3 separate regions of the Mus musculus genome follow, and all the other regions are linked to region 3. Evidence: chromatin contacts called from public promoter capture Hi-C data. All regions are on one chromosome and are shown on one strand. Each heading gives the region's core, a stretch centred on a gene start, on an enhancer-like site or on the middle of the called end of the contact. The rest is flanking DNA. Distances are from core to core; before and after follow the strand shown. Region 1 holds the start of Qrich1 (glutamine-rich 1). Region 2 holds the start of Dnajc13 (DnaJ heat shock protein family (Hsp40) member C13). Region 3 holds the start of Poc1a (POC1 centriolar protein A).

Region 1 (3,312 bases), core at 462-2,961, 2.2 Mb after region 3:
AAAATTTTATAGGGCTCTAACTTTTTTTAAGATTTATTTTATTTTATGTTAGTATGCTGCTGCTGTCTTCAGACACACCAGAAGAGGGCATCAGATCCCATTACAGATGGTTGTGAGCCATCATGTTGTGAATTGAACTCAGAACCTCTGGAAGAGCAGTCGGTGCTCTCAACTGCTGAGCCACCTCTCCAGCCCCGGCCCTAACTTTTTTACTCTTCAAAGTAGCAGGCAAGCTTAGAGTTTGTCATAATCCTCATGAAACTAAGGCACAGCACAGGCATCTAGTCCTTTATCTGAAATTACAGAGTTATTGACAACCTTGGTACCTCACCTCCATGATACCTCACCTCCTAGGTGATGAAGGGGAAGTAAGAAGCCCGGTTCGGGGTTGTTGGTCATTTTTCTTCTACTGCCTTTCAGATTGTCTTCAACCGAACTGTCACACTAAAAGAAGACCCAGGCAAAATATGAACTGAATACATGTGGCCCTACCTCATCCTGGAGGCTGGGGGTGCCCTTCAGCACTCCACACTCCGTTTCAATAAAGAATAACTAAATCCCTCTGGCGTCTCTCTGTTGTCTGCCTTTCTAATATCTGAGGACCCTGGAGAAATAGTTTGTTAGCTGGCAGTGGTGGGTCTCATATGTCTTCTGGAAGAATGCACTTCCCCAGAAAAGAGCCAGCCACAAAGTCACTACTGCACTTGGTTCTCAAAGGCAGGTGCATGGCTGGAATTAGCTCAGCACTTACTATGATAAACCTGAGAACCCCAGAGATGCTGTTGCACAGTCACCAGTCCTATGGAGGGATCTAGGTTTGTGTCTTTGTGGCTAGAGATCAAGAGACACATGACCCCCCGTGTGATCATTTAGAAAAAAGCCCTGTCAACTATTTAAGCATAGTGAGATAAATCATGAATGCTGTTGTGGCCTTTCCAGTTTGGGGACCCCAGCAAACTCCCTGGATGTCTATACGGTGCTGAGATGAGATTCCTGGCTATGCTGGCCCTTGGATTGGACCCCGTCTCAGAAATTGACTTCTGAAGAATTTGAAGATTAGAGTTTGCTAGGACAGGAACAAGTGCAGAAGGCACTAAGGTTTGCCCCAGACTGAGGGCCCCCTGGGTTGCTGGGAGCTTCTGGTGAGGCTGTAGGTGAGTGCCTGCAGCTTTAAAGCCTTCCACATTTTCCCTGTATACAAACACTAGGCTACCCAAGGCCTGCTTTAAGGTGGACCTGACTGTGGCAAAGCGATCTCAGATGAGAGGTGGTGCTGGGGGTTCCTGAAGCTGTTTTCTCCCGTGCACTAACGCCCCGAGCGCTTCCCAGGCGCGGCACAATGGTTAAAGCTGCGCCCAGTTCAGGGGTTTGAAAGGGGGCCACCTTAACCACGAGGCCGAGCTAGGCCCGGCCCCGCCTCGCGTGGAACTGTGCAACTAGAGGAGGCGCTAGCGGGACACCGTAGGTGGCTTCAAAAAGCATGCTTTCAGACCCAGGGCAGGGGCAAAATACCCCTGGATGCTGAACCCCGGGCCTAAGCCCCGCCCCGCATGGAGGGGTGCCCATGGGCGTGGCGCTCCTTCCCACAACGAGGGGTACGCTCTCCACTCCAACCGGTTCCCTCTGTGGCTGCAGCGTTCCCTTTAAGCCTGGCAGGCAGCTCTCGCGGGATCCGACGCTCCGGTTCTCGCGAGAAGGGCCTTCGGCTCCCATTGGCCGTGAGGGCTGAATGTAAGATGGCGCCCAGGGAGCTGTGAGGAGAAAATCCTGTCGGTCTCGGAGCGGCGACGGCAGAACCGAGGCCCCGGGCGGTGAAGCGGGGCCGGCGGGTAGAACGGAGGCAGCGGCGGCGGTGACGTCGCCGGGTGAGGGCTCTGGTGAGGGCGGGGACGCAGCAAGGCTCTGGCTCGAAGGCGGCAGGCCCACCCTACACAACGGCGGGCGGGCGGGGGCGGGCGGGCCGCTGCCGCTGGGCCCAGGCGACCTCAGGGCGGCTTCAGAGCGGAGAACGTCCCTCGGCTCGCGAGCCTCCGCCCCACGGGTGGGGGAGGGGCGGGCCTGAGGGGCGGGTGGGCGCGGCGCACGGGGGCGCGCGGAGGCGCGCGCGCACGAGCGTGGCTTTTTTTTTTCTTTTTTTTTTTTTTCTCATTTTTCTGCGCGCGCGCGTGCGTTATCGTGCGCGCTGTGCGGTCCTCTCGTTGCGCGTAGCCGCCCGACGTGCGCGTCCCCGTTGGCTCTCAGCTGTGGCCCGTGGGCTAGAACGGCTTCCGGGGCGCGCGCCACCCCGCGACCCCCCGGTTTTGCGGCGCGCGCCCTGCTGTTGGTCGCTCACGCTGTCCGGAGTGCGCGCCGGACGCCCCTTCCAAGAGGAGGGCAGACGGGCGGGCGGGCGAGCGGCCTGGCGGACGACCGACCTGCCGACTGGGGAAGGTTGAGGGTTGGGCCCTTGTCCTCGTGACGTCCGGGGCAGCGGTGGCCTAGGTCTGCGGAGAAACATAGCGGCTTTGCGGTCTGGCTTGCGGCTCCGCTCCTCCGGGAGGCGGACAGGAGTGCTCGTACTAACTGAAGAATGCTGTTACTTAAGCGAGGCCCAAGGACTGGGTGGGTGCTTGGGGAGGGTGCTGCTCTGCTTGGGAAACCGAGTCCTGCTGGCCGGAGAGGGCATTGGGTCCCCATGGGTTTCCTCACCTTGTACTGGTGCTTTGTGCTGAGGAGAGAAGGTTACCATTACCAGGCCCCGCTTTTCTTCCATTAGAACCGATTCTTCCATAAGCGCAGTTGATACACGTCACCTCTGTGCGCTCCGGAAAGAGATCCTCCTCTGTATATGGTATCAAACTCTCGGAGCTCTAAAATTCCGCTTTAAATCCTCACTTAAATGCAGCCTCCCCCCCCCCTTTTTTTTTTCCACCTCCGCGTGGGTGGGAGGGGCTTGCCTTTCTGTTCTTGATAAGGGCTGTTTCTTAACCTTGATTAACTTGATCAATGCTTTGCCGGTTTTTTTCTTTGTAATTTCTAAAATGTCCAGCAAAAATTTCTAAAATCTGCCTGTCACTATAAAAACTATGTAACTGAAGTTCTTCTCAGCTTTTTTTTTTCTTTCCACATTTTGTTTCAGTGCTGTGATCTTCTATCTAGGAAATTCTAGGTTTGTGATGGAGAAATACACAGCTCTTTTTTTCTAAGACAAAACATCTGCTAGTTTATTTTTACAATTTTGTTACATTAAGCCTGAGGAAAAGCAAGCTAAAAGGATTTTTATTCCTTTTAGTAGCAACCAAACTTTGATAGTAATGACTTTTTTTTAATATA
Region 2 (3,125 bases), core at 50-2,549, 2.0 Mb before region 3:
TGAACTCAGTGTTTTCTCAACTAGGACTGGCGGTCCCGTCCCTGAACGTAATGTGGTATTAACAGCCAGAGCCACCATTTGCGATATTGCAACTTAAACATTGGTTTATACTATATATGAAAATTAAAGGGGCTTTTATGCTGTAAGCTAAATTAAGTTAAACAATGAGGCACTAGAAACAACAACAACAAAAAAAAAAACTAAACTATAGAATAAACGGGAAAAGCAGATCGTGGAAGTAAAAAATCACTACTTTGGGAGTTCATCTCTGTGTTAGGGGGCGATTTTTATTTACATCATCCTTCCACCAAGTGATTAGGGAAACGGTTTCAAGGTAAGAGTGGCTAATTTAGCATCTTACAATAGGGGTTTTTTGGGGGGCGGGGGCACGCAGGTGTACTCTCAACACCCACTTCATTGGGCGTCCAAAGTGCTGCTTCACCTACACCAAAAGCCGCGTTCAGAGGTGAAATCACAGCCCAGCACGGGCAACAGTGAACAGGCCAGGCTACTTTACAAGAAGGAAAAGCCTTGGGGGGAAAACTTGGTGTTTGATAAAGGACTTGAGGAAGAGAACAGCAGCTGCCCCTCCTTTCCCATCAAATCGAAACAAAACTGAGACGAGGAAAAAAGAAAGAAAAAAAAAAAAAAATCGAGTCTACGCGGGACCCCAGAGGAAGGAAGCAGGACCGCTAACCTAAGAAAACCGGAGGCGCCGGCATCCAGGAGGGAATCCCGAGGGCGGAGCCCACAGGGGAAGGAGGTGTGGAGTTGAGTCGGGGAGAGTTGCCGAGAGAAGTGGGGGACAGGGATAGTGATGGGAGAAAAGACGGCCAGGCAGAGAGAGGGGTGGGGCTGCCGGGCAGTGCCCCGGGCAAATGTCACTCAGAGCCGGGGGAGGGGAGGGTCCGAGCGCAGGGATCCCTGGACGGAGGATCGCGGCTTCAGCAGGTTCGAGCCACACACAGCAGCTTAACGCCGCCCGCTCTGGGGTCCCTGCCCGGAGCCCCCGGGTCCCCGAAGGTGGGAAGCGGCATCGCAGAAACCCAGAGCCGGAGGCGGCTTTACCTTCGCAGGAGGCTGGAGGCGCTCCAGCCCGAGCTCCGCCCGCCGCCGGCTCCACGTCTTGAGTAGGATGGAGGCGCCGCCGGCCCCGTCCCCTCTCGCTTTCCTTTTCCCCGCCGGGGCCTGTCGCCGCGGGTTCCTGCGCCGCGGCCCCCACCCCTCCGCTCCTCCCTCTGCCTCTCAGAGGCTCGCCCTGGACGCCGCCATCTTCCACCAGGCTTGCGAGCGCTGAACCCTAACGCGCGTGCGTGGCCGCCGCCCCGGCCGTCACGAGACCCTGTCAGCTGACCTCGGCGCTTCCGCCTCGCGCCCCGCCCTCGGGAGCACTGTGCTCCCTCCCTCGGTGGCCCATTCGCCGTCTTCCGGGAAGCGCCGCGTGCGCGCCGCCCGCCGTTCCGCCTCTCGGGAAGTACGCGTGCGCTTAGCGAAAGAGAGCCTTGGCCCAAGCAGAAGGCGAGGCGCCACGCCCCCTGGAGCGGTCCGAGAGGCCACGCCCCCTGAATCCCTGGAGACACGCCTCTCAGCCAGACGCTGGCATTGGCTACTGTAACTCTGCAAAGGAGCAGCTCTGTTACCTAGCCCTAGTCTTCAGTGTCCTGGCGCATCCACGAAGCCGTCGAAAGCCTCAGTGCGCATCTCTGGTTTAGCTGCATCGTGGGCATAACTTTTACTCGCTACTGACACACCCTGAACGCGGATTTAAGTTTTGAGTGTTCAGGGAGATAATGGAGACCGAAGCCTCAGAGGTCAAAGGCCTTTGCGGGTGAAGTGTTGGGACAGTTAACACTGCTGCCTTCCTGGACCTCTGATCCCAGAGCCAGGATTTAATTGGCCAACTACTTAAGGTCAATTAACTTGCAGCCGTCTGAGATAGGGATTATCCTCTATTTTCAGATAATAAATTGATGTGTAGTTCCACAGTAGTAGACTTAGTATTTGAGCTCAAGTAAGTTGACTCAAGAACTGCTCTCTGGATAGGAACTCACTGAAACTATATGAAGAGGGGAACTCAGGAGAGTGACAGTATCAGAATGAAACAAAGTTACAGATGACAATTGTGTCAGAGCTCTGAGCAACAGACGGTGTCTCATCTAAGATGTGAGAGGGGCAGACTACCCTCTAAAACGTGATTCTGTGGGGGGAAAAAAACTTGTATGGACACACAGTTCTAGGTTTAAATGCTCTGGTGAGCCTAATATTATTATTGTGTAGCAACCCTGGAACTGGAATTTCTCAGGGACCCCGTCTGTGGTTGAATCGTTTCATAGATGGAGGTTTTGGGATGAAAAACATGTAAAATGGTTTCTACAGACTTGACTTTTTGGCCGACTGACCCATTTGTGTTACTGGAGACGACTAGATTTTTCCTTAGGAAGGCTTTCCCACACTGTCCCAGTGAAATAAAAGTGCCTGTGAGCAGCCAGAAATGGCTTGCTTGGAAAGATGAGACCTGAAGTAGAGTGGAAAGGGGAAAAAACAACAATGAAAAACAAAACAAGATGCCCTTGGCCTATCCCAGGGTAATAAAAGCATGTGCTTACGTGGCTTTGTATATGTTACAGACCCTTAGAGTATTGCCAGAACTAGGTGTGGGCGGTCCTATTTCTATTTGGTAAAAAAGGCTGACCCAGAGTTCCTAAGTGACTAAATCAAGGTGAGGTTCATCCAAAAGGTTGAGCCGAGATTTGGCCCCAGACTGTAACACCCAGGTCATCAAACTACTAAACCCTTGACACTGCCTCTCTATTTAATATTTGGAACCAAATAAATGGATTCTCAGAGGTGAAAGGAGCTTAGGTAACATGAACTGCCTCCGTCCCCTGTAGTGGAAAATTCCCTGCCTCTGAACGCATCCTGAAGTGGAGAAACTGTATTCTTCCCATAAGCCTTCTCTTGCAGAAATCATTTCCAGGTTTGAATGGTTGGTTTTGCTCTTCTCTCCTCCTCCTCCTCCTCCTCCTCCTCCTCCTCCTCCTCCTCCTCCTCCTCCTCCTCCTCCTCTGTGTCCCAGCCTTTCATTATCTGCCAGTCCACCTGCCCATATCATCGTATCCCACCCT
Region 3 (3,032 bases), core at 360-2,859:
TTTATTGGCTTAAATCCGTGTCTTAGCAGTCTCCTCTGGTGGCTACCCCACAATATTCTTAAAAAAAAGAAAGAAAAGAAAAAAAGCAAGGCAACAGAAAAAGATTAGTGGGGCTGGTTTAAGGTTACTTGGGACTGGGTTTCAGACCCAGCACCCACGTGACAGCTCACAACTGTTTGCAACGCCAGTTCCAGGGGATCCGGCGTCTTCATAAGACATCAGACATAAGTATGGTACATATACATACAGGTAGGCAAAACATTCCTACATATGACATTCCTAAAAAAGTAAAAATAAAAAGTCTGTGGCTGCCAGAGGAAGGAACGCTAGGACCACATAGAGAGACCTTATCTGGAAAAGCAGCAAACTGCTACAGCTTGGGAATTTCCTGAGAGGCAATTCATTTTGACATTGTAGGAATATACAAACGTGACCATCATGTTTCTGGCATGGGGTGCTCGTGACACACTTATTGACAAGAGAAAAACTGAAAACTGTTTATGGGAAGGCTGGGAATTTGTGAGCACCTATTTTTGTCTTGAGACTTTCACCTTGCCTATGTTAAATTAGCTTAAACATTTCTAATGTCAAGGTACCAATTCTATGCCAACATAGTTAAAATAGGATCAGATATAGATCCTGTATCTCTCATCAAAACACTAAAAGAATTATTTTTAATGGTGTGTGTGTGTGTGCCTCAGGAGACAAGAGGTGTTGAACTGCCTCAGAACTGGAGTTCCAGGCAGTTGTAAACCATCTGACATGGGAGCTGGGAATAGAACTTTCGTCCTCTGGGAGAACCATATACACTCTGAACCAATGAATCATTCTTTTAGGTCCAAATACACTCCCCCACACGCCAGTTTCTGAGTTTACTGTCCCTGCAGATTTAGGGACACAGTTTCAAGCCTAGGCATGTGGTAAGAAACCTCAGGACACAGCCAGATCCTAATTAGTGTTTTGAGTATGGACAAGTTGGCCGGCCCAGGAGAGATGATGGATGGAAGGTTCTTGAATCTTACAAAACATCCAGTTCAGGTCAGATGCACAGGTCACTCTGGGCTTCGGCTGCTTTCATTGCAGAAGGTGGAAAAGGACGGCCTCTGGTGGTTCCGCCCGACGATTGCTTCTTTCACCTTTTTTTTTTTTTTGGAGCTAAGGTCAGGCTACGACCCAAAGCCTTCTTAAGGCTAAAGAGTTCCGAGCAAGACGGGCCGCAGTCACATCCCCTCTTAAGACAAACGCGGAGGCAGGCCCTCGGAGTAGACGCATTTTTCCTGAGGTCACCCAGTAGAGAATTAAGAATTGAACATATGTCTTTCTGCACCATGGTTCTGACTCTTGAATGACTCCATTTTTTTTTTTTTTAAATAGACACTTAGGAGTATTCGCAGGAACGAACCATTCTGGGGTCCCAAGGCGCTAATAACCTGGTTCTCCATGGCGCCTTGATCGGACGTTTTAAGCCAAGAGCAAGGCCAGTCAGTATCCTCCTTCCGGGATACTTAAGCCTGTCACTCATAATGGTAAAACTCCGCCCGCCCCGGAGCATCTCGGTAAATGTAGTTCTACCTTTATTAAGACTGTGGGGTATAAGTGCTATGTAGAACTTCATTTCCCCGATGGCTGCGCGCTCCGTTACCTGAGCTAGAGCTGAAGGGCCGAAACCTTCATCTAAGATTTTTTTTTTTAAGTTCTTAGGAGGAAAGTGTGACAGCGAACTGAGGCTTTTGGCTGCTCGGCGGGTCACCTCATCTGGAAGAGCGGGAGGACAAGAGCTTGACGCCTATCGAACGACCCGACTTCCGGTCGGCGGACAAAAACCTAGGGCGCTTCTCCTTTAATTGCGGTGGGCGGGACGCGGCGACGCCACCGGCGTTGCTATTGGTGGCGATTGGGGGCGCGGAAACTGAACTGGCACAACTGCCGACCCAGCTATCTCTGGCACTTGGGGCACAGCTGGTCCTACCAGCCCGCTAGCCCCGCTATGGCTGCTCCCAGCCAGGTAAGTCCCTGGATAGTGAGCACCTGACTGGTTGGAACAATGGCCGCGAGAGAGGCGGATGGTGACGCGGGGTTCTAGGGTGACCTCCTCATCCAAGGTTACGGGGTGGATCCGGGCATTGACTTAGCACCCCAGGTGCCAGGCTAGATGTTAGACCACCAGGACGAAGAAATAAGTCTCTGCCTCTGGAATGTACGGCGTATTGAGGAAGACACCATCAAGGCCCGACCCTTGTCGTGGCCTGGGGCGAGCCTCGTAAGCTTGGCCTCTTGTGAGCAACAGGTCTTTTTTGGAGGTGACATCCTTTTCCAACAAGTAGAAGCAGTAGGCCATCGGGATGCCTGGGATAGCGGAAGCCTGCAGTGTGTCCAGGGCTCGATTCTGACCCCTCCCCCCACTCCAGAAAAGGACTTCAAATTGGTCCTTTAAATAAGAATTTGCTTCCACAGGGCCAGGTGGTACCTGATGCACCTGAGAAGACTTGGGTAGAAATAGAAACCAGACTTTTGAGTGCCGATTTGATATTCTGTTTACATTTAGCTCCACGCAGATTTTAGGGGAAACTGTTCAGGGAAGAAGGCATTGGGAAGGGGTGTCACTGATGGAGTCAGACCTGAATCTGCTTCTGCCCACTGAGCCTAGGATGGACACTTCCTCACCCTTGTGTTTCTGAGAGGCTCTGGTGAGGACAGGAGAGGGAATGAGCCCTTGCTCCTTAGTTGATTCTTACCCCTGAACTACCAGGCCATCTGTTAAAAGGCGTGAACCTGCAGGTGTGCTTGGGGGTGGAGCTGGGCACTGGGCCTCACCTTTGTTTGGGGTAGAGCTTTGTGGAATAGCAATGGCTTCGCTGTATCATAGAAATATCCTTTCCCAAGCTGGGTTCCTTGGAGCTCTTCAGGTGGTTTGGTTGTGTGTGTGTGTGTGTGTTTTGTCGTTTTGTTTTTTTTGTTGTTGTTGTTTGCTTGTTTTGTTTTTAATTTTTGGTGTTTGAGGTGGAGGGAGATAACTTACTATGGTCTTGGCT

What was found. Promoter capture Hi-C pulls out the DNA fragments that hold promoters and counts their contacts.
Region 1: a contact with region 3 is called in a promoter capture Hi-C map of erythroid cells, with 10 times the contacts expected there. The contact joins the promoter of Qrich1 here to the promoter of Poc1a in region 3. A contact is called at or near these places in 2 of 39 promoter capture datasets (erythroid cells and pre-B cells).
Region 2: a contact with region 3 is called in a promoter capture Hi-C map of pre-B cells. The contact joins the promoter of Dnajc13 here to the promoter of Poc1a in region 3. A contact is called at or near these places in 3 of 39 promoter capture datasets (cranial neural crest, hippocampal neurons and pre-B cells) and 2 of 115 datasets of contacts at active chromatin or transcription factors (embryonic forebrain and large pre-B cells).

The regions. Positions count from the first base shown.
Region 1 is chr9:108,515,376-108,518,687 of GRCm38.p6, forward strand. Qrich1 (glutamine-rich 1) reads left to right here and starts at 1,712. Exons shown (of 10, transcript NM_175143.5): 1 at 1,712-1,865. It overlaps Qars (glutaminyl-tRNA synthetase), which reads left to right. Exons shown (of 24, transcript NM_133794.2): 24 at 421-566. The coding sequence ends at 471.
Region 2 is chr9:104,261,631-104,264,755 of GRCm38.p6, forward strand. It overlaps Dnajc13 (DnaJ heat shock protein family (Hsp40) member C13), which reads right to left and starts at 1,300. Exons shown (of 56, transcript NM_001163026.1): 1 at 1,069-1,300.
Region 3 is chr9:106,279,452-106,282,483 of GRCm38.p6, forward strand. It overlaps Poc1a (POC1 centriolar protein A), which reads left to right and starts at 1,610. Exons shown (of 11, transcript NM_027354.2): 1 at 1,610-2,005. The coding sequence starts at 1,988.